2 separate regions of the Rattus norvegicus genome follow, and region 2 is linked to region 1. Evidence: chromatin contacts called from public Hi-C data. All regions are on one chromosome and are shown on one strand. The core of a region is the stretch at or near the end of the contact, and the rest is flanking DNA. Distances in the headings are between cores, read along the strand shown.

Region 1 (7,819 bases), core at 1,764-4,263:
TCAGGCTGCTACAAACCTCACACATCACTGACAGCTCCTTCATGCTCTGCACTGCAGAATCCATCTCTTAATATTAAATGAAAAGAGCAGTTTGGACTTTTCATATTATCTACAGTCAGTCCACTTAACTTCAGCCAATGCTGTCTGCCAGTCTGTCTGTGTTTGGCAGCTATAGACTTTTAATTCCTGAAGGTTTATCTATGCCTGAGATTCCTACCCATAAACTCAGACCCACTTGTCAAAGTGTCTATTTAATATCTAAGCAGCCTTCATATAAACAAGTTTAAAAACCTCTTCCCTCAAATCACTGCCTCTCCAGTGTCCTTCATATCCGAAAGTGACAGGGGCTGAACCAACTTGGGCCACCCTTGACCCCTTTACACAACACATGAGGAAATTTTCCTAGCTCTACGTTTACAACAGGTCCACAATCCAGGAGCTTCAGTGCATGTCCACCACTAGCACCCTGGATAAGGCCTGTCCTCTATACCACCTGGATCACTGCAGTAGCCTCTGCAGTCTCTCTATTCTTGTTCTTCTTCCTTCTTAAGTATATTATTAAAACGGAGGCCAAAATGGCTGTATGCCATTTCACTCAGAACAAAAGTCATGGTATGCTATGACTTGTAATGTTTGGTGTTACCTGGTTCCTGCCTTTAGATCAATGTCTTCACCCTGACCTCATCTTCTAAGGCCGTTTCCTTTATTCCCTTTACTCTGCCTACACTCAACTATAACATTTCCTGAATTTGTTCTTCTTCTGCTGGTATCCACTCATCCAGCTCACCTCCTCAATTCTCTCCAGCCTTTGTATTATCTTTGCACTAAAGCTTTCTATGACCAGCCGATATCTATAAATATAATTGATCTTAAATTGTCAAACCTCCCAGGCCTTCTTAGTTCCTTTTCCTCAAACATTTTCGTCACCATGTCTTCCTTAGCATTGTCTATTCTATTCATTGCTGCCTCTCCCATTCCAATCTGGAATAGTGCCTGGCCCATAATGCTCAATTCAATTTGGCAGAACTGAAAGAACAGAGGCCAGCATAGAGAGAAATGATGAGTCATACCTCTCATCTACATAAGGCCAGTTAACAAAAGGCATCCATCCCTGTGAACCTTTTGCAAAAAAAAAGATCAAAATGGTGACTAAGCAAGATAGAGAACATAAATAAAATTAAAATTTCAAAAACCAGAATCTCATCTCTTTAATATGCATCAACAGCATAACAATAAAATATGTATAATTGAGCCTTAAACATATAATTAGAACCACACATTTGCATAAACCTAACTTTGCGTCACCAATTATACAGTAGTTTCTTGTATATGTCCTAAAGATGTTTTTTTCCTCTCCAACTAAACACAGATATAACCTACTATAATTCAATAAACTGTGTGAGGCTTAAGAATTTGCACTTTCTGCAGTCAGCATTACATTTATAAACATGAATATATTATCATCAGTTTTCTGGAACTGTTTGGTTCTTCTCTTCCACTCATTTTCATAAAGTATACACCTATGATACTAGGCACCGAATGGAAGAGAGTACCAACCTCAGAAAGAAAAAGTCCAAATGCAGCAGTCCAAGGCATTTACAAGTGGTATGATAGACAATGGACTATGTTGCTTAACAGGAGACCAAGCAGACAGAAAGCAAAACCAGAATGTAGTCATCTAGCACTTGAGTGGCTGCAAGTCAGCTCGTGACTGTCTTCTGCTTTCTCTCCTCCTACCTCAGGATGAAAAGCCTCCAAACCAATTCTCAAGTAAGAAGCAGCAGGAAACACAGCCCCAGCGTGCAACAATGTGAAAGATTGCTAAATGTCTCTACTTGCCTACTTGTTCGTTTTATTATTCACAGAACGTCTTTCCTAGTTTCTCAACCCCAATCAAGAAAAGAAAAAGCATTCTGCAAGGATCATGTAGGTACTGTCTATTAGAAACTATATGTAACTGTCCCACTATCACTAAAATTCTGAAACCTTAAGCAGGACAAGAAGTCTTTTGACTTATTACAAGAATTATAAGTAAAGATTTAAAGAAAGGACTCTACCAACATTTCTAAGCCACCCTTATTTAAAAACTCATCTAAACTATGCTTCTTTCTTATTAAAACAACGATACAGTAGCTAAAACTGCTACAGTCAAAGGAAAGGTTTCGAAAATAAAATGTTCAATAAATACCTAAAAAATAAATCTCTTCGACTTCAACCCTAACATACATGAGACAAGATGAAGTAGTCTTATTCGTGAATTATCATTGTGGCAAAAACATAAAAAGATCATTGTTTTGCCAGGACATTTATTATGTTTTTAAGTAGCAATACACAAAGAATGTTCATATACAACGCGTGCTTTGAGATGGGTTGGGGGATAGAAAAGGAACTGTCATTCCCATTTTTACATCCAGAAAACAGGTACAAGGTTTGGGGAGCTGCTTCCAAAGCACAACACTACCATGCTGCCTACAAATAGCCCTGTCCCTTCACCCTCCCTCTTTTCGAGTCTTCTGTATTGCATAGACCCCACCTCACTTTCCAGGGCACCTACTGGCAAAACACCACCAGTGAGGACGAGGGGATGCTGCAAAGCAGCTGAGGCTGTCCTGGAAAGGAAGCTAAAGCAAATGAGGAGAGACAAAGACAGCCCAATTCCCTGATTGGCTTTGTCTAAATGAATGTGTGTAGGAAGACACTTCCCACAAAGAGTCGAGGTCGCATCTAGGAAGCTCAGGTAAGTTCTCCAGGATACTACTTAGCTGCCCAACACCCTTGAGACCGGCCACCCACTATAACTTAAGTCTCCGCCCACCGCCACACGGGAACTGGGCGTCTCGGCTCCTCTCCCAGCCGGGAGCGGGAAGCTCTTTGCTTCGGACAACAGAACTCACCTGCCGGGTCATAAGAGATTTGATTTTTTGCATGTCGAACTCGAGAGACGATTACCCTGCCGCTGGGAAGTAACAAATCACTTAAGACCACCCAACAGCCAGCTACAACACAGGGAAGCCATAGTGAAGTAGTCACGTGGAGCTGCGCGCCTGGGTCAGCCTTCCTTTCCCTGAGCATGATGGGAAATGTAGTCTTCCGGCTGCAATCAAAGAAGGAAGCCAGCCTCAGTACTACATTTACCAAGAAGCAACGCGTCAATGAACTTCGAATCTTTTTAGTCCAGCGTCAGTACCTGGACACGGAAGAGGATTGGGCGTGACGATTACTTAAGACCTAGATAGTCTGGCCACTGAACTAAACAAACTCTGACAAGACTTTGTCAAGACGCCCTCTAGGAGTGTGAGAGAAAGTACATCTGGAATAGCAGGGCGAGGAATGAGACTGAGAGACTGACCTCCATAAAGAGCACTTTGGACAGGAGATCTAAGACGTGGAATTTCCCCAAGGGCTCTAGGTGTGCCCTGAAGAAAGTGGGAAACAGTACCCCTAAGATACTGATGGCCAGCCATAGGTTCTTTTTCATTCTTGACATTCCCTGTAAACGTTCTAGCAAATTCAAAGGAATTCGTCTACCCCCATCTATCATTTTTCTACCTGCTTTAGCAAAGGCAAGTTGTGGCAAATGTCAGTAATTATGAGAGCACGTGTCACTTTAAAGTCCTGGTCTTGTCATTAGTGGTATAAAGGAGAAAGTAACAGGGGAACTTTGGTATAAGAGACAGCAAAGCCAGAGCTAATAATAATAGGTAACAATGAAAATAACGAATTAGGAGGAACTTCGTTAATGGCTTCATGTACATGACCTCATGCATGTATTTGCATGAGCATCTTTTCCTTGGTTTTTTTTTATGTGTGTATTACGGGATTTTTTTTATACAATATTTTCTGATCATGCCCCCACCTTCTCACTTCCTCACACTTACTTTCTCACTCTAGAAAACAAAACGTGCAGACAAACAAACGAAAACACTAAAAAGGAAAGAAGGAAAAACACAAGAAACACACCCCCACAAGCCAGTATACATGAACATCTTCTGGAGTTACCATCATGTTTAAAAAATTAGTGAAACGGGTGTGGAGAAGTTAAGATACCTACCTAAGATTGTTACGGAGGTGTAACCTGATTACTCAAATGCTTAAAGGTTCCCAGTACTATGCTGAGGAGTGATCCCTAAATCACGACACTGTGCAGAGGCTTAGACACTAACACAGAAATCACATATGCAGTTGCCTCCTCTAGTGGCTACATCCTGCAGATGTAGTTCTCTTCAGAATTACAGAGTTAGTTATAATAATAAATGCTTTCCTTCCCCAGTTCATCTTCAGTACAACCATCCATGTGATCTTGAGGATTTCACCAACTCTCCTCCATTGTTCTCCAAGTGTAAATAATTCTAGTAAGGGATCCATATTAAAGATTACGGCTGCTTGAAAGGCTTGTAGTAGATGTTCACTGGGCAAAACAAAACCAGCCTAATAATTTAAATGAACAGGAAGTCATGTGTGATTGGCGAGGTCAGAAAGCAGCCCTGCCTTAATCTGCATGCCCCCCAACACACACACACACACACACACACACACACACACACACACACACACACACACACACACTTCCAGTGACTACTTATACTCCTATTAATGTAATCATCATGGACAGAAACGGCTTTAGTGCATTCATTTTTAAGGCAAATATAACTAAAGTGAGTAAACAATGAGGATATGGAAGGTTTTGTTTTCTTACAGAAACAGATGGTAGATTATCAACTGTGCTATGAGATACTGTATTAAGACAATGCAACCCCACCTCCAAGTCCCAGAGAGGATCTCATCATATACCCCAGACTGCCTTCAAACTCAGAGCTCTATCTGCCACTGCCTCTGAGTGATGCCATATGTCGCGGAGAATTTTTCCTTTTCTGAGAAAACCCTTTGGAACTATTTTTAGGAATTCTGACAGTTTGGGAGCTCTTGAGGTTAAATTTGCCTGTATGATTACAATGTAAAACTCCCGAATTCACACTCTGTCAAACATTTATTTGCCTACATACCACTAGAGGGCGCGTGGTCAAGGTGTACAGTTCTTGTACAAACCGCACATGTAATGCAAAATTTTTAATGTATATAATGACACAAGAATGGACCGCTCTTGTACTTAAGTCCTTATTAAAACACTTACTATTTCTTTCTGTCATGAAAATGCACATTTTAATATAAAATGAGGAAAATACTGGAATATTTATAAGTCTTTTAAATGCTGTATATTTGACACTGGAGACACCCCTCTGTATTGTCTTTGCCTCTCACATCTTGTCAAGGATCCTGAAACCCTCCTAATGAGCCATTTTTTGGTTTAAGAACGATATGAAGGATGATCTTATTTAATAGGAGCAGCTTGTATTAAGATTGATCTAAATGGGGTGAGGGAGCTTGGTGATACCTGTTTAAGCCCTGTGTTTTTTTCCCAATCGGATGTTGTTCAGTCCGATATGAAAATTTGTGTGCATTGATTAAGGAATATCTAAGGTATGGAACATTGTAAAGCAACTGACCTGTGGGGTTTCCCAACAGTAGTATTTAGACATGCGGCCTTTAGACGCGTCCTCGACAAGTTGGGAACATTGCTGTAAAGAGTATGTCCAAAGTTGGTTTCCAGAATAACAATTGTTCCTTTTTTATTTTTAATAATATTTGAATAACAGTCTTCATTTAATCAGTTAAAATGAAAAACTATGCCTTCCCGACTCCCAAGCCCCAATCACTGAATTTCTTCAGTGGGACTTCCCTGTTAAAAATAATTGCTCCTGTTGAGAACTCTACTGTCTTCGAGTCAAATTTTTCTGTATATGTTCCATTTCATGGAGAAAGCTTGGTCCAGAGCCTTCCTACCAATAGTCCACTTGGAACTTACCAACTTAAGCAAAGTTCTCAGACCACCTGCTTCCACGGTCATGAAAGGAGCTAGAAGATTTAACCAGAACACACAGGCAAGACTTTTATGGGTTATTGATTCACTTCCTCTAGGCCTCAGCTGAGACAATATGGCCTCAGGTATTATCTGTTAGTGTAAGCTATACATTACAACTATGTAAAATGCACACCTCAGCTCCACTTGCCAACGTATCTGTGGTTTGCTGGTTTGTTTGGTTTTTTTTAAGTGAGATGAATACATAGATTCCATCAAACTATCACAGCCATTTGTAATAGAAATTATAACACAAAAATAATAATGATACATTTTGGTTCTTTGGTACAGTCTTTACATGATAATTAGTAACTTCTTGGAGAAGAATGGCTACTTAGCAAATTCATCAAGTTCTTCAATTTTCATAGAGGTTATTTTTTTTTCAAATTTCAAAATAATGGCATAATTTTTCTTGCTAGGAAAGCAGATCTGGGTTTTGTTTATCATGAGATCACCTAAAGAGAGCACCTTCCTCCTTTCGATTATGAATAACAGTATAATTCATAAAACTACACTGAAAAATTACTGAGAATCAACAAGAAACTCTTTGAAAGCCACAGCCCTGTGTGCTTGCAAAGCACATAACAGGTGTTCCTACTGCCTGTGTCCTTTGTATACACATTCATTCTGTATTCAAATCACAGAAGCAAGAGGCAGGCTAGGGTCTGTTACCTCACTGCTAATTTCCCTAGCAAATAAACCAGCAGCTGCTGGTCCATGAACCAACTTGCCACTGAGAACAGGGCGCCGGATGCATGGGGCAGGATGCTTTCATGGAGCTCTTCAGCAGCATGGCTGGGGTCTCTCTCTGCAAAATACACCTTCTTCTTATAGGTAAGGTCCTGCGTGAGCTGGCTTCTGGGTGTTTGGGGTTTGGGTTGTGGGGTTTTGCTGACTTTTTGTGGATTTTTTTTGTAGGCATAAGGTAAATATTTGTTTAAGGCTGTAGATTTTCCCAGATAATTGAAGGGACAGGTCAAAACCTTTTAACAATAACATGCTGTTCCAGCAAAGAAACAGGAACATGTAGGAGAAATGAGCTTCAAGAAATGATTGCTTTTGTTTCCTCAGAGCAACAGCTTTTGTCCATAGGACTCACTAAGAAAGTTAAGGCAGCATGACAAGCTCCCGGGGCTTACCGAGGGGCTCAATAATCTTTTAATAGTTAATGTTTTAATTGGCGAATGTTCTAATAGTGCATTAAATTAAAACACGGAATGAAATTCAAAACGATTCATGGTAGTGGTTTTCTTTTAATTAAAGGTATTGTTTGAATTAAAAATAGAGTGCAAACTGTTGGTTCTTTAATATAAATATGGAAAATGCGAAGTTCTAGCTAAGCTGACAAATGAGAGAAATGTGTTTAAAAGGATGAGTGCTCCAAAATGCCTTTAGCTTTTCTCTTTGTCAATGATGAGTCCTGTTTTCTTTTTTACTCTATCTTAATATTTTCATCCCTTTCTCTTTTGGCATAGCGTTTGCCTCCCTATGTCATGTCACGCTGTTATCCATCAATATTCTGTTTATCAAAAGTCTCCATCCTTCCTTTTGTAGATCTTAAGAGTCAAGTTAGTTTCTTGTTTTGTTTACATTTATCTGATAGAAGTTCAATAGGAGCTTTATTCTTTAAGGAATAACAGATATATGCAAACGATTTGAGGTTTGGACTTTAGGGGGTATTTAAAGTTTTACTTTGACAAGTATATTTTGTTCTCATTATAAGCACAATTATTGTTCCCATTCGCATATGGTGCATATAAATCTCACTGACATAAAACTGCCATCTGTAAATTTTTAAGGTGTCTGTTGCCGGTAACTGTGGTCATCTCAGGAGCTATATTGTCATACTGTCAATTTAAACCTGTAATATGTTGTATATTGCCATAATTTAACACATCATTC
Region 2 (7,819 bases), core at 2,373-4,872, 640 kb before region 1:
CAGTGTTATCCTCCAACATCCCAATCCATCCCTTGGGTCTGCTAAGGTCATGCCTATCTTGAAGACCATGTTTTACTACCTGGATTGATTAAATCACAGGAACTTCATTTATATATGTATTCTTACTTATAGAAGCCACTTATTCTACTTACAAACCAGCTTGGTTGGTGGTTTGTGAAGAGTGTGCCTCATATAATTCTGCCTTTTCTTTCCTTTCCTTTGGATATCATATCTATGAACTGACAACTACTTTCTCCCCTCTCAATGTCACTGCTTTTTAAAATTACACACACACACACACACACACACACACACACACATATATTTCCTTTTCTTCTTCCAATTATGACCTTGAATAATAATTTTTTTTCCTAAGACAAGTGCAAGTTCATGGGTATGCACCCAAGGTAGCTAACCTGTGCTCTTACTCAAGCCACCACACTTGTTTGGTGTGCCTCACTCAGTCATTGTTCTGAAATTCTTAATGATTTTGCCTTTGACCTTGTATTATGCAAATGAAGTCTAATGGAATAATAGAACATGTTCATGTGCAGAGCATATATTTGTAATAAGTGTTTTTATTGTTCTTCATTAATGTGCTCTGAATTCCAGGAGCCCTCTGAGTTGTCAAAGTTTGGGAAAATACAAAAGAAACAAGATAAATACCGCTAGTTTGTACTCCAGTCGGGACACGTGTAGTCCCCATAGTCACTTGTTCTACCTGAATCAGAGCTTGTGATGAGAGAAGTAAATCACCAATGTTCTCTGTTACATCCCCCTTACTCCTCTCACATTTCGTGTTAGTTGAATTGAAACTGACTACATAGCAATATAAACAAAGACTGTGGAACTCAGGCTCCCTTTTCCTTTGAGCCACCAAACCACAGGAAGCTGAAGGCAGGGCATTAGTAGATTATGTGTCTATTACGATGTAGTGTGGGTAGTGAGATGGTTCAGCAACTAAGTGTACTCACTGCAAATGACCTCAGTTGATCTCCTCAGGACCCACATCTTAGAAGAAAAGCACCAACTCCCAATAGTTGTTCTTTGACATCCATACACAGGTAATCACAACCACCCCCCACACCAAATGCAATTAAATTTGAAGTGTTATATGTTCATTTGATGAATGGTTCCTAGTGTTCTGACAGGAATAGAATATGTACTCACCTGCATGCCATAAAGCACAAGTTTTAGTGATTTCACATATTCCATTTTTTGTTTGTATTTGAAATTGCCATTGAATAATATAAAGATTACATTTATGCTAATAACTAGACTTTCCTCATTAGAAGTATGAATAGCAATTTAAATAGCATGATGTTGAGGTATCTTGGAAAGACGAAAAATGTTAAACTTTAGTAGTTTTAATCACAAACATTATTTTAAATTAGAGGGACTGCATTTTTAACTGCATTTTCTATAAGGAAAACAAACTGTTTCAACTGTCTCATGTTATATAGATTTTCATTGTCTAGGATGGCTTTGTGTTTTCTGGACTGAATTTGAAACTTAAACATAGTTCATTGCCAGGAAATCTGTTTAGTGTCCAAATAAAGAACTTACAAACTATATTTTGTCCCATACTCTCTTGGTAAATCAAAAACTATTTGATTTTTAGTCTATATTTTTATGTTCAGATGTAATGCTTGAGGTATTGAATTTGCTACTTGCATGGAAAAATTTAATGTTTATTTAACAAGTTTTAAGAGCTTTGTATTTTATCAATCCCTTGGTTTGGATGTGGGACCGAGATAGGAAAAGACACTGTAGTGGACAAAAGTCAACCAAATAGAAGAAACACAAAATTCTATTTTAGTCAAAAAATTGGGGGATTTTTCTGTCCATGTTCTTGGTTTTGTAAGTATCACCAGAACATTTAATTTTATCTTGTCATCTTTAGTTAACAATCTCCCAATGACAGCCAAGAATTACATGTTTTCTGCATGATTATCTCTGAGAATAGAGACGAAATTACTGATGCAATTCATCACCAAGTCAATAAAGCAAGCTAGAGATTTTTAACTTAGAATTTTAAAAGTACAAAAAAAATGGAAAAATAATTCCACTCTCTGCCAACTGTGATCAGGATCAGTAATTATTTTTCTGTAAATTAAATCTACTTTGTGCCTCATTTTTTGAATATCAAGAGTTTGGTATGGCAAGAAGGATGGACAGTCACAGAAAAAGGAAGTCTATCGTTTCTCTCATTGAATTATATCTTCCCCAGATCCATCATCATTTAATCGCATTGCTTTTGGAGAATGGCGGCTTACTTTATCTTTATGAAGACTCTTTTAATGCTATTAAAGTTTATTTTCCCAGTTAATATATCACATTGTAAATCATTTCATGTGTATTTTACAGACACTGTCTTAAGGCAGAGACTTAAGCTGTAATTATAGTCAATGTTTAAGTTGGGAATTGACTTATATGATCAGTGTTTATAATGTATACTTTATAATAATAATAGTATAGTAGTTTCAGAAAGCTCTATTATAAATACCACATCACTGCCATACAGTAGCAACACAACTATATTAACATGGGCAGTAAATAACTATTGGCTTCAAAAAACATTATTTTTGTGTAACCTTGTAATGATCCTTTGATATTAACCACTATACTTCCACGCATCCTAACAAACTTTTAAGCCCATAATTGGACCCCATGCTCCACCCAAACAAGTATTAGGTATTTGTGTGTATTTGGGTTTTTTTCTGCCCATGTTCTTGGTTTTGTAAGTATCACTAGAACACTTAATTTTATCTACCCACTCCTCTTTGTCTATCTTTCCCTCTCCTGGCAGGATGAAGTCTGCAGGCCTGGGTAAGAAAGAGCTGAGGTTCGAAGTTTGGGGACCCTAGAACCTGCTGAGCCAGGAGTAGGGGCGTGGGAGGAAACTACTGGCCTTCTGTCAATGACTTTGGGGTTTGAAATACGCAAGTTATTTGCGTTATTTAAAAGGTCCCTAAGTAGGAGGGAGTGTTTAAAAGCTAAACATCACGGTTCTTTCCAGACATAGAGCAAATGCATTAAACGAGGAATGAGGAATGAGAGACTCCCCACTTCCCTACCAGATGTTCTACTGCGAAGATACAGATTTTTTTTTTCCCTTTCTATTCCACTGGGCAGGATCAGGAAGTAAGAGGATTGATCTTCCTTTAATGCTAAGAGGCTCAGACAGTATAGATGAGACTCTCGAACCAAGTTTGCACTGACTTACTCTCCTCGGACTTTGGGAGTGCAAGGGAAAATCAAGAAAGATGAGTCACCATCATCCAGGCCAGGGAGGAATAACTCTCCCCGGCTAAAGTTGGCACTAACATCATAAAGTCCCTTACTGGCAGCTCTGGAAGAGGTAAAGACCCAGACTCACAGGACTAGAGCCACAGCAGCAGCCTCTGCCCTTCCGGAAACCCCACCCGCTTCAGACTTGGTTCCTACCACGCCCCTCTTACCCTGTGCCCCAGAAGCCCGAAGACTACATTTCCCAGAATGCAACTAAAATCTCATTGCAGGGCGCCTATATGTGTCCGGGTGACGACATAAACCGGCGCGGTGTTTAGACTTTACTGATGTCGTGGCGCTCTGAGGCAAAAAGTTGTTTCTCTGAGGAGCCTTAGGACTGAAGCCGAGGTTGGGTGACCCTGGCCCTTTCCTACCCACTCTTCCTTGCCCTCCTTCCCCTCTCGTGGCAGGATGAGGCGTGCAGGCCTGGGTAAGAGCAGTGCTGAAGTTCGAAGTTTGGGGACCCGAGGACCTGCTGAACCGGGAGTAGGGGCGTGGGAGGAAAACTACCGGCCTTCTGTCAGTGACTTTGGAGTTCCAAAGCGAGTTGTTGGGTTCTTTGGAGAAGGTTCACATCATTTGTCCCAGTTACGAGCGGTTTCCTTAAGTTGAATTTAGACGAAAGTTTAAACCTATATGATACGTTGCACAGTGGTGAGTTGGTTAATAGTCTTAAGTTTTTCTTTCTCTATATGCTAGTTTTTGGGGAGTAGCCCTATTTCCCAAGCCTCGCCGTTTCCTTTGCTTTACTCATTCAGGATCTTACTACTACTACTACTACTACTACTACTACTACTACTACTACTACTATTACTACTACTACTACTACTACTACTATTACTACTACTACTACCATCACCTCCTCCTCCTCCTCCTCCTCCTCCTCCTCCTCCTCCTCCTCCTCCTCCTCCTCCTCCTCCTCCTCCTCCTCCTTCTCCTCCTCCTCCTCCTCCTCCTCTTTTTTAAAGAAGTGACATTTGGGGAGTGGGTATTAAGCTTTTAGCACAGCAATAACGATGTGTTAGTATGGTAACAGTGAGTTACAAAGGTTATGTGTCATTGCTAGCATTGCTAGAGTGCCTGTTGTGAAAGGTCTGGCGATTTACTTGGAACGTTTCTGAGCTAGACCTTGCCCTACTGCTAAGGCAATAGAAGATAGTTTTGATGACTTAACACTTGTTTTTGCCTTTATGGATCAGGGAAAGGAATAACCTAGTAATTACAGAAAGTAATTAGATTACTGTTTTCTGGTTCTGAAGTTCTTTCTCAATAATGTTTTAAAGAAGAAAGGGCAGAATACTTGAAAAAAGTGTATGAAATATTAAAAAGGATGTTGCCATTCTGTCATAAATTGGAATAATTAAAACAGTTTTAAAAAGTGTAATGTGTTTAAAGCCAGTAAATGGACACACACTTGAAATTAGGTAAGAAAAATAAATAAAGCCTCTTTTTCAACTCACAATTCACAGCTTGTTAGGATTTTTAATTTTATAAGAAGTTATACAATATTTATGACAGTGTGAAGACATAGTAGTATTTTTAGTAAGGTTGGTTGTAGGAATAGAATGAGCCACTGGAAAATAAGGGCAATGAAAGGTGTCAATAATATAGATATACAAGTTGCATGTGAAGGAATTTGTAAATTTAGCTGCACTCTTTGAAAGAAAGTAGTCCATCTCAACCTAACAAACTACTTTCAAACAAGATTAGTCACCTGTGCCTAAATTTTTCCATCACTAACAACATTAGACATTTATTGTGATATACCATGTGCTTCCCAAAGCTTCCAGTGTTACCAAGGGGAAGAAGACAAATTGCTTCTGAAGCAGATGACAAAATTATGATCCAAGGTGGTAACTTTTCATTCAGTACAAGTTAAGTTCAACAGATAGTGAATGCAGTAGCAATTTCATTATAAATGGCTCACTGTGTACCTCCTGAAGCCAGGGGAACTTGAAGGATGCCGGTGACAGTGACGATTGAGAGAAGTAAGTCCCAGGTGGGATGATTCAGAGTAGCCGTGAATGATGTGTACAAGAGATTGTAGTGAAGTCACCCTGAGTGAAGCTAGGACCCGGAGGCATTCCAGAGGTCTTGGTCTATTCAAGGAGTTTACACTTCGTCAGGCCAGTGACCTATTGGAATTTTGTTTGTGCATACTGTTTTTAATACATGCAAGTCACGGACTCGACAGTAGGTTTCTACCTCTGACTGAATGTGAGAATTACTCAGAAAGATGTTAAATTAGTTTTTCAATTAAATTAGAATCATCAGGCTTGAAATGCAGTGAGAAGAGGGGTAATTATTTGGTTAAGTATGTATCATTTAAATTGGTGTTAAATAATGAAGATTTTTAAAACTACCATAGTGTGTTGACCTGAATTTGAAATTTGAAAGAATGGTGAGTCTGATAGGCGTTCACATGTAAAACCTGCCACATTACACATGAGCTGTTAAATGAATCGACCTGATTATTGATAGAACCTGCTTCAAGGAAGCAGCACTTTTCAGAAATTACGTCAGCTGACGATGACCTTCAAGACTTGCCTTTCAACAGTTCTTTATAGTAGTAATTAATTCTCACTGAAAACTTAGGTCTCATTCATACTCAGGAATGGTAACTGTAGTATTTTATTTTAGCTTAGTTTGTTTCATTTTTCTGTTTGTGGGTGGAAGATGGTGCGAAGAAAGATCAAATTTGCAACTGCATTAAAAATTTCTGGATCAAAATTTAGTCACAGGGTTGGGGATTTAGCTCAGCGGTAGAGCGCTTGCCTAGCAAGCGCAAGGCTCTGGGTTCGGTCCCCAGCTCCGGAAAAAAAAGAAAATTAAAAAAAAATTTAGTCACTTTAATTAAAATGATTTAATCTCTGGACCTAATGAGATAATCTGTTAAAGAACAAAGTGGAAGAACTCTGAAATTAAATTTAAGATAGGCCAGAGAGTCAAAACAAAAGAAATAAAACAAAATAGCCATTAATTTTGGACAAATTCATTGATGAAATTGTCCAGTGATTAACTTCATCCAGAATTACTTACTGGACAATATGTCATACCTGGATCCTTAGTCACATAAAACAAGTTAAAGATCTTAGTACACAGTATATTTTAAGTGTTGGTTTTAGTTGGTGAGTGGGGAAAAATGATTATGCCCAGTCCGCCAGCTTTTAATCTGTTTGAAAATGTGTGGAGAAATTCAGGGAAAGCATGCTAGCCAGTATGTGTACAACAGTCCCCTCTGTTTGAAATCTTTAACATTTTGTTGTGGCTTTTGTACAGGGAGAAATATAGGCATCTGACACATAGAGAGTGCTCATTATATGCAAGAGCATAGAGAAGCATGAGACAAAGTTGGTTAACCGCAAAGGAAAATTGTCCTTTTTAGTTCATTTATAAGTATTTACATAAGTACTGTTGTGTGTGTGTGGGGGGGTGCCTGTGTGTTTATGGCGATCTAGAATGATCAATGAATAAATCTAGTTAATGCTCTTACAGTTCAATGTAGAGGTCAGTGTTGATGTTATATAGTCAGAGTTATAAGGATTCAAGAGTTTTGCTACTTCAATAAAATTAAATTGTGCTATGCTTTGAAAGAGTTTCTTATTCATGCACACATAACTAACTGTCCTTCAGCTACTAGATTATTGCTACCTACTCTGTCCACTGTTACTATGATTGTTCTTAGTATCAGTGCTACTGCATTTCTGTTTGAGCCCATGGTCACCTATAGCTTTAAGGGTATCTCTTTCTTCTGGCTTCCTATGTCACTAAAGAATATGCTTCCAACCATGGACAATCTAGTCCCTTTAATACATACTACACTCTTCGTTCTTCTGCAGTCCCAATATTGATTAAACCTTCCAGTTTTAGAACCATCCAACCATCCAACAGTGTGGCTTCTCAATGGCTGACGGAGACCAAGGAGCCGTTCTGTTGAGAGTCTCATATCTAGGAGGACAGAAGCTAATTCAGTATACTTCCATGGCCATGTTTATTCTCCAAGTGATACTGAATGATTTGGGTCACAGTTCTTTCATGGTTTCTCTTCATTGTTTATTCTAAAGGATCATTCTTCTTTACTAGGTAGCCTGCTTTCTTCCTTTACAGAGAAAATGATGGCATCAATTTATTAAGACTTGGTGAGGTGCCCTCAGTCCAAAACATTTCTGTATGGATTTGTTGCCTAATGTGTACTGTGTCCGTTGTTTCCCAGTGATTGCCAAGTACTATAGTAGACAGTAATCGACTCTTCCGGCTTCCACATCATCTCGAAAATAGATACACATATGGTAGCTTCTCAAATAGTGGTTGGAAGATGAGTGAACTTCTTGAGACTCTCAGCTAATGGTCTCTACAAGCCATTGTGTCTCTTCCTCAGGGTTTCACCTATGGCCCTCTCTTCACTTTGTTCTTTGGTTTACACCCTTTGCGTATTATAGGTAAAAGGTGCTAGGAAAAGTCTACCATCTTTCTGCCATGAGAACCCTCCCTCCACATTATCTTTTACCCTTTCTTCTTATAACCAAGT

Evidence for each region. Hi-C and Micro-C count contacts between places; a contact is called where the count stands out from the background.
Region 2: a Hi-C map of liver shows a contact between it and region 1, with 6 times the contacts expected there. The contact joins the promoter of Bet1 here to the promoter of Vps50 in region 1. A contact is called at or near these places in 4 of 12 Hi-C or Micro-C datasets (the A7r5 cell line, frontal cortex and liver).

Annotation. Positions count from the first base shown.
Region 1 is chr4:32,434,343-32,442,161 of GRCr8, reverse strand. Vps50 (VPS50 subunit of EARP/GARPII complex) reads right to left here and starts at 3,013. Exons shown (of 28, transcript NM_001173511.1): 1 at 2,895-3,013. The coding sequence starts at 2,927. Hepacam2 (HEPACAM family member 2) reads left to right here and starts at 6,650. Exons shown (of 10, transcript NM_001106580.2): 1 at 6,650-6,751. The coding sequence starts at 6,673.
Region 2 is chr4:33,076,965-33,084,783 of GRCr8, reverse strand. It overlaps Bet1 (Bet1 golgi vesicular membrane trafficking protein), which reads left to right and starts at 3,622. Exons shown (of 4, transcript NM_019251.2): 1 at 3,622-3,721. The coding sequence starts at 3,703.